Regions from separate parts of the Bos taurus genome. Here region 1 is linked to region 2. The links are chromatin contacts, called in public Hi-C maps. All regions are on one chromosome and are shown on one strand. Each heading gives the region's core, a stretch centred on a gene start, on an enhancer-like site or on the middle of the called end of the contact. The rest is flanking DNA. Distances are from core to core; before and after follow the strand shown. Region 1 holds the start of STK17A (serine/threonine kinase 17a). Region 2 overlaps COA1 (cytochrome c oxidase assembly factor 1).

Evidence for each region. A called contact is a pair of places that touch in the nucleus more often than the background predicts.
Region 1: a contact with region 2 is called in a Hi-C map of liver, with 2.0 times the contacts expected there. The contact joins the promoter of STK17A here to the enhancer-like site in region 2. A contact is called at or near these places in 3 of 11 Hi-C or Micro-C datasets (liver, skin fibroblasts and an unstated tissue).

Annotation. Positions count from the first base shown.
Region 1 is chr4:77,513,814-77,517,428 of ARS-UCD2.0, reverse strand. STK17A (serine/threonine kinase 17a) reads left to right here and starts at 2,327. Exons shown (of 7, transcript NM_001083422.1): 1 at 2,327-2,561. The coding sequence starts at 2,356.
Region 2 is chr4:77,452,077-77,455,449 of ARS-UCD2.0, reverse strand. The region is part of intron 2 of COA1 (cytochrome c oxidase assembly factor 1); the gene reads right to left. Among named protein-coding and RNA genes, the nearest start is that of STK17A, 61 kb to the left of the region's middle. Within about 2 kb of position 1,474, at least 27 of the 102 cell types and tissues checked have an H3K27ac peak or open chromatin away from gene starts, as enhancers often do. A contact at or near this core is called in liver, where this site is marked.

The DNA.
Region 1 (3,615 bases), core at 1,078-3,577, 61 kb before region 2:
AAAAGCCCATTTTATTCTTTGGATTTCTCAGTTCTGTGCTGAAATTCTCTATCTTGTCATTTAATTTCTTGAAGATATTAAACACAGTTATTTAAAATATGTCTTTAAAATTCATTATCTGCATCTTCTTATTACTTTTTCTATTTTCTATCTTTTTCTCTCAGTTTCTAAGATAATTCTTCTTGTGTGCCCCCCTTTTAAATTAAGTGCCCGACATTGTGTATGAAATATTGTAGAGATAATGTTGACCTTGGATGATGGTGTTTTCCTCCACAGGGGATTTTCTATTGCGTTTTGAAGCTGTTCTTCAGTCCTTGAGACAGCTTGTCTATTTCCCTTTACCAGTACTCCTAAGAGGTAGCACTTTAGGGTGCCAACTACAAGTCTAGAGTGTCTACCAGCTCCTCCTTCTTAGCAGATCCCTAAACTCCAGTTTTTTGTCTCTCCAGCCTGATGAGATGCCTAAAGCCCTGCTTATTTTCTCACCCTTCCAGTCATTGCTTTGGAATTATCAAATGCTTCATGGGAGAGGGGTGCCATTCTGGGCCGCCCTTCTTGCCAGGATCTCAGTGGTTCAAGTTCTTGCTGCTTTTGAAACCCTCTGATGTTTCAAGTAGAGGACTATCTGATTTAAAAATTTTTCCCAACTTTCTCAGTGAGAGTATTGATCACATATAGACTAACTCATCATTGCCAGAAGCAAAACTCTAAGTAATGACATGATCTAATTTAGATTTTTTAAAAGATCACTCTAGTTGCCTCAAAAATAAGAGATGTGGAATTGAGGAGGAAGAGGGATGGTAGCAGATAGCCTAGTTAGGGAGCTATCACAATAATCCAGACAAGAGAGAATGGTAGTTGTGGTCATGTGGAAATAGAGACAAGTGATCAGATTTTGGATATGTTTTGAAGGTAAAGCCAAGAGGATTTACTTATAAAATGGATGAGGGGTATGAGAGAAAGAGAGGAGTCAGTGTTGACCCCAAGGCTTTTGGCTTGAACCACTTACTTTGCCAACAAAGGTCCATCTAGTCAAGGCTATGGTTTTTCCAATAGTCGTGTATGTGAGAGTTGGACTGTGAAGAAAGCTGAGCGCAGAAGAATTGATGCTTTTGAACTGTGGTGTTGGAGAAGACTCTTGAGAGTCCCTTGGACTGCAAGGAGATCCAACCAGTCCATCCTAAAGGAGACCAGTCCTGGGTGTTCTTTGGAAGGAATGATGCTAAAGCTGAAACTCCAGTACTTTGGCCACCTCATGTGAAGAGTTGACTCATTGGAAAAGACTGATGCTGGGAGGGATTGGGGGCAGGAGGAGAAGGGGATGACAGAGGATGAGATGGCTGGATGGCATCACCGACTCGATGAACGTGAGTTTGAGTGAACTCCGGGAGTTGGTGATGGACAGGGAGGCCTGGCGTGCTGCGATTCATGGGGTCGCAAAGAACTGGACACGACTGAGCGACTGAACTGAACTGGAAGGATGGAAATGCCATTTACTGAGGTGGGGAAACTTGCTGGGACTGCATTTATGAAGGATGATCAGGAGATGAGTTCTGCTCGTTGAATTTGAAATGCTAATTTGGCATCCAACTGGTGATGCCAAGTGTATACTTCAATGTATGAGTTTGAAGTTCAGAGAATGGTTGGAAGCTGGAGATAAAAATTTTGTGGTCATGAGCATACGGATGTAATTAAAACCACAAGACCGGATGAGAGCACCTTGAAAGTTAAATATAGAGAAGACTGTAGGGCTGGTATGCGGGCTTAAAAATATTTATCCATCTCTTGCCTTCACGTCCTCCTCTCAGTGTGGGAAGGTACCAGATGCTCCAGGCAACTTCCACGTGCTGTACAGCAGCCCTGATCTGAGTCTCATCACCTCTCCTGACCCGCCCAAGGGAAGGGATCGTGAAGCTCTGGCTGGTAGCTCCTACGCATTTTCATTAATGTAGGGCTCAGATTTGCAACACTCAGATGCTCAGCAGGTGCGTAACTGGCTGACGCAGCCGGTCCTCCAGTCAGAAGGGTGGTGCTGTGGGTCGCCTGCAGATTGCCCGGGGCCGGCCGCCGGGCCCCCCGCCAGGCTGCACCTTCTCCCTCTCAGCTGCAGAGGGCGCGCGCGAGGCACTCGGCGCTCAGGAACCCAAGGGAGCTCAGAGCGGGGCAGGGGAGAGGCGGGGCCGGACGTGGGGCGGGGCCAGGCGGCCTGGAGGCCCCCGGCCGCAGTCTGTGCGCAGCTCCGGGCAGAGCGGGTGGCATCCTCGCGCCGGCTCGAGGCAGCTGGAGGCGGGGCCGTTACCCGCCGGGAGCTCCGAGCGAGCCGGGTGGCAGGCAAGAAAAGCACGCCCGAGCGCCATGATTCCTCTCGAGAAGCCGGGCAGCGGCGGCTCTTCCCCGGCCGTCGCCTCCGGCTCGGGTCGAGCTGGCCGGGGTCTGAGCACGCCGCGCCGGCCGCCGCCCCCGACCCAGGCCCGCGGGCTGCTGACGGAGATCCGCACCGCCGTGCGCACCGAGCACTTTCAGGACGCCTACACCCTGACCCCCGGCCGGGAGTTGGGCAGGTGAGGCCGGCGGGCGCGCGCAGATAAGTGCGGGAGGCTGGCGGCGCGGGGGCAGATAGCGCGCCGGGACCGGGTACAGACGTGGGTGCGGGCGGCGATTAGGGCGGCGGGGCCCCCTGGCCACGAGTCCACGCGCGGCGTCCCCCAAAGCCGTGGTATCGGCCATGAGAAAGGCTCCCCCCAGAACCTTGACCCCTCCCTCTCTCTGCTGCGGGCGTCTCAGCCTCTGTGGTCCCTTGTGCGGTAACTTAACGAGGCGGCGTGGGAACCGCGCTGCGAACCTTTCCCCGCAGCAGCGAGTCTGAAGTCAGCACAGGTGTGGAGTCAGCTTTGGTTTTGCCTGTGGGTTCCTGCTTCTCCCTCTGTGGCTGTGACAGACGAGCGCAGAACCCCGAGCGTGACAGCTTCTTTCGCACCAACCCTGGGCCAGTTTCCGTCAGCCGCTTTCTGCTGACTTCAGTTGCGATTTCTTGGGTTTGTGCTGTTTGCATTCTGAAATATTTAGGGCCGTGTGCTTTTTTAAGTTCAGATCGGTTTCACTTGTGGACTCTGGGCCCTTGTCTGACTCTTTCTACGCCGTGATTCAGCCCTTGCTTTTCTTCCCCATCTCGTTGTTGTTTTGTCGGGGTAGGGAGTGCTTAGAATTTGGTCTGCTTTTAAAATCGCAAAAGGTGAAGGCTGTTTGGATACTTTACGTCTTGTACGTTGAAGAGGGGTCACAGAGTGATAGGTTTTGTTGTTTGGTCGTAAAGTCATGTCCGACTCTTTTGCGACCCCATGGACTGTAGCCCACCAGGCTCCTCTTGTCCATGAGATTTCCCAGGCAAGAAAACTGGAGTAGGGTATTTGCCATTGCCTTCTGCAGGGGATCTTCCCGACCAGGGATTGAACCAGCATCTCCGTGCAGGCGGATTTTTCTCTCTTGCTTGCCTTTTTTTTTTTTTTTTTTTTTTAACTGCTGACCGACGAGGGAACAGTAGAGGTCTGGGGACCGACTTTTTCTCTAAGAACAGAGAAAAAAGACAATTTCTGAAGAAATTGTCAGAAGCACTGG
Region 2 (3,373 bases), core at 225-2,724:
CATCCGACTTAAGAAAACAGACATGAAAAAATTAAGGCAGTAAGAAATAAAGTGAAAGAACAAGGAAGGACTAGACCAAAAAAGACCAAAAAGAGACAAAAAATAAAATATAAGAAAAGAAGTGTGACTAGCAAAAAAGAAAACTGGGGCTAAATTTTAAAAGAATGAAATGTAGTGTTTTGAGGTAAAGGAGACAAAAGAGGCTAAAAACAAAAACCAAAAATACAGCAGCATGCAAATAAATGTGATTAAAAGATGTTTTAAATTAAAAGACAATAAATATTCTCCCCAAAAATAAAAGTTAAGTGATGGCTTTGTTAGAGGGAATCCATTTACAGTGTTTACATTATGTATATTAGATCATCACAGTTGTATATTTTAAATATCTGACAATTTTGTCAATTATACCTCAATAAAAATGAGAAATGAAAAAAAAAAAAAGGTGATCATGTTAAAATGAGACCAGGAAGGTGGAGCTCTAGTCCATTTTGACTAATATCCTCATAAGAAGAGGAAGAGACATCAGGGATGCAGGTGTGCAGAGAAAACAACGTGAAGAGGCAGCAAGGGGACCACCTGCGAGCCAAGGAGAGCGGCCTCAGAGGGAGCCATCCACCTACACCTTGGTCTTGGTTCTCCCAGCCTCCAGAACTCTGACAATATAAATTTTTGTTGTTTAAACCCCTTCCCTGAATTAAAAGACTACGAAGGTAAGCATTTTAAAAATTAAGCTTTCTAACCAGTTTTGGCTCTGAAGTCTTAGAATAACCAAGTGTTTCTAGAAGAAAACTTTCTGTTCCGAACTCAGGATAATCATGAGGAAAGAACCTGGCAGGAGGCAACTTTCCCCTGGGTAAAGGTGAGTTAGGAATGCTGATAAAAGGCTGTCCAGTGTTGATAATAGATCCAAGTACCTGGTAGTGATTCCAGGAAAACAGTGACTACCTGGAAGAGATCCTGGTGCCAATAAAAAGGACTGCGCTCAGTCGCTCAGTTGTTTCTGACCTGTGACACCATGGACTACAGCCCGCCAGGCTCCTCTGTCCATGAAGTTTTCCAGGCAAGGATACTGCAGTGGGTTGCCATTTCCTACTCCAACGCATTTTCTTAACCCAGGGACTGAACCTGCGTCTCCTGCACTGGCAGGTGGATTCTTTACCACTGAGCCACCTAGAAAGCTCCTTAACATTTTTTTTTTTTAATAATGAAATATAGGATGAAAACAAAATGTAGCTGAAGAGGGCACCAGGCGACCTGACATGAATTTTTAAATCCCATTTAAAACACCTATAAAGACACACACAAGAAAAGAGCCTACTTCAGACAGTAATATATTACTAAAATCTGGGAGAAAGTTCCACTAACTAGTGTGAAAGAAGACACAGTTCAGTGGCCAACCGCAGCCCCACCTACCTCTGAAGGGTAAGAGCACAGCTGCCAGGAAGTGCGTGGGAAGAAGGTGCAGCCCTTCACCTCTCTCCACCCCCAGCCCAGGGTTCCTGGGTTTGCAGCAATCAGGAAACAGGCAGCCAGCCCCACACTGGGTGAGCCCTGACAGCCACGATCCCTTCCCCATCCAGAAGTTCTATATCCATTCAGAGGCTACAATCCTAGTCAGTAAAACTTCACAGCAAGTAGAGAAAGGACTGGCACTGGCAACAATTTACTCCAAGAAATAAAATAATATGAAGAAGAGCATTGATTTGGACACATCCTTAGTTATTGAAAGACAATACATGTAAGAACCAAGTAAGATGGGCTTCCCTGTTGGCTCAGACAGTAAAGAATCTGCGTGAAATATAAGAGACCTGGGTTCAACCCGTGAGTTGGGAAGATCCCCTGGAGGAAGGCAAGGCAACCCATTCCGATATTCTTGCCTGGAGAATCCCCAGGGGCAGAGGAGCCTGGTAGGCTACAGTTCATGGGGTCACAAAAAGTCAGACACGACTGAGTGACTAAGAACACACAAGATGGGAATAAAGAGACATCATGCTAAGAAGGAAACAGAAGAAACTCAGGTAAGATTCCAAGGAAACTCAAAAATGTAACAGCACACCTGACACTGAAGTGAAGTCACTCAGTCGTGTCCGACTCTTTGTGACCCCATGGACTGTAGCCCACCAGGCTCCTCAATCCATGGAATTTTCCGGGCAAGAGTACTGGAGTGGGTTGCCATTTCCTTCTCCAGGGGATCTTCCCAACCCAGGGATTGAACCCAGGTCTCCTGCATTGCAGGCATACGTTTTACCGTCTGAGCCACCCTGACATTAGCGCTTGAGAAAAACATCAGAATTAACATGACCAGAAAAGCTGAATTCATAATAAGGAAGTTACATTCAAGAAGTTACATTCAAGTCTTCCCTTGAAGACTGGCCCAGTGGCCCAGTGGTTAAGACTCCATCTTCCAATGCATGGGGTGCATGTTTGATCCTTGGTTGATCACAGAACTAAGATTTCACATGTTATGTGGTGTGGCCAAAAGTTAACAAAAGTTTTCCCATACTGTACAATAAAAGAGCAAAAACAGAGTAAATGACAAATGCCAATTTCAGAACTAAGATCTAACAAACCTGATCATCATAACTGCTGTTAAACTGAAGACAAGACAAAACAGAATTATACTAGAAGAAAACAAAATTGAAAAAAGACAAAAATGTACACCATCTTCCGGATCTATTCACCAACCCTCACTGGCAAAAACTTTTTATTACAGGGGGAGAAAAAAAATCCCAGTACCCTAAAACAGTATACCCATAAATGACAATAAATTTCCCAAGACAAAAGAATAATAACAATAAATTCCTGGGAAGCACTGAGTGTAATCCAAGACCTCTAAAACCAGGAATTCCCTGGCAATTCAGTGATTAAGACAGCTCTTTGACTGCTAGGGGCGCTGGTCAAGGAACTAAGATCCCACAAGCCATGTGGTATGGCCAAAAACAAACAAACAAACAAAAACTTTACAGCCAATCAAACTCTGTGAAGACAGAGGAAGTCATTATGTATTTGGAAAGAACCCAGATGTTACATAATCCACATAGCCTTCCTGAAACATTAGTTAAAGATATATTACATTTTATCAAAAAACAAATCCAAATTATCTAGGAAAAAAAGTGTATTAGGAAAGACAGTATGCAATTAATTAGATTTAGTTAGATTTAGATGAACTCCGGGAGTTGGTGATGGACAGGGAGGCCTGGTGTGCTGTGATTCATGGGGTCGCAAAGAGCTGGACACAACTGAGCAACTGAACTAACTAACTAGATCTAGATTTAATTAGATCCAATTAATTAGATCTAAAAAATTATTGTTTATGCTGTTACAAAATGAATTAAAACATCTAAAACTTTTAAAAATATATATATAATATTCA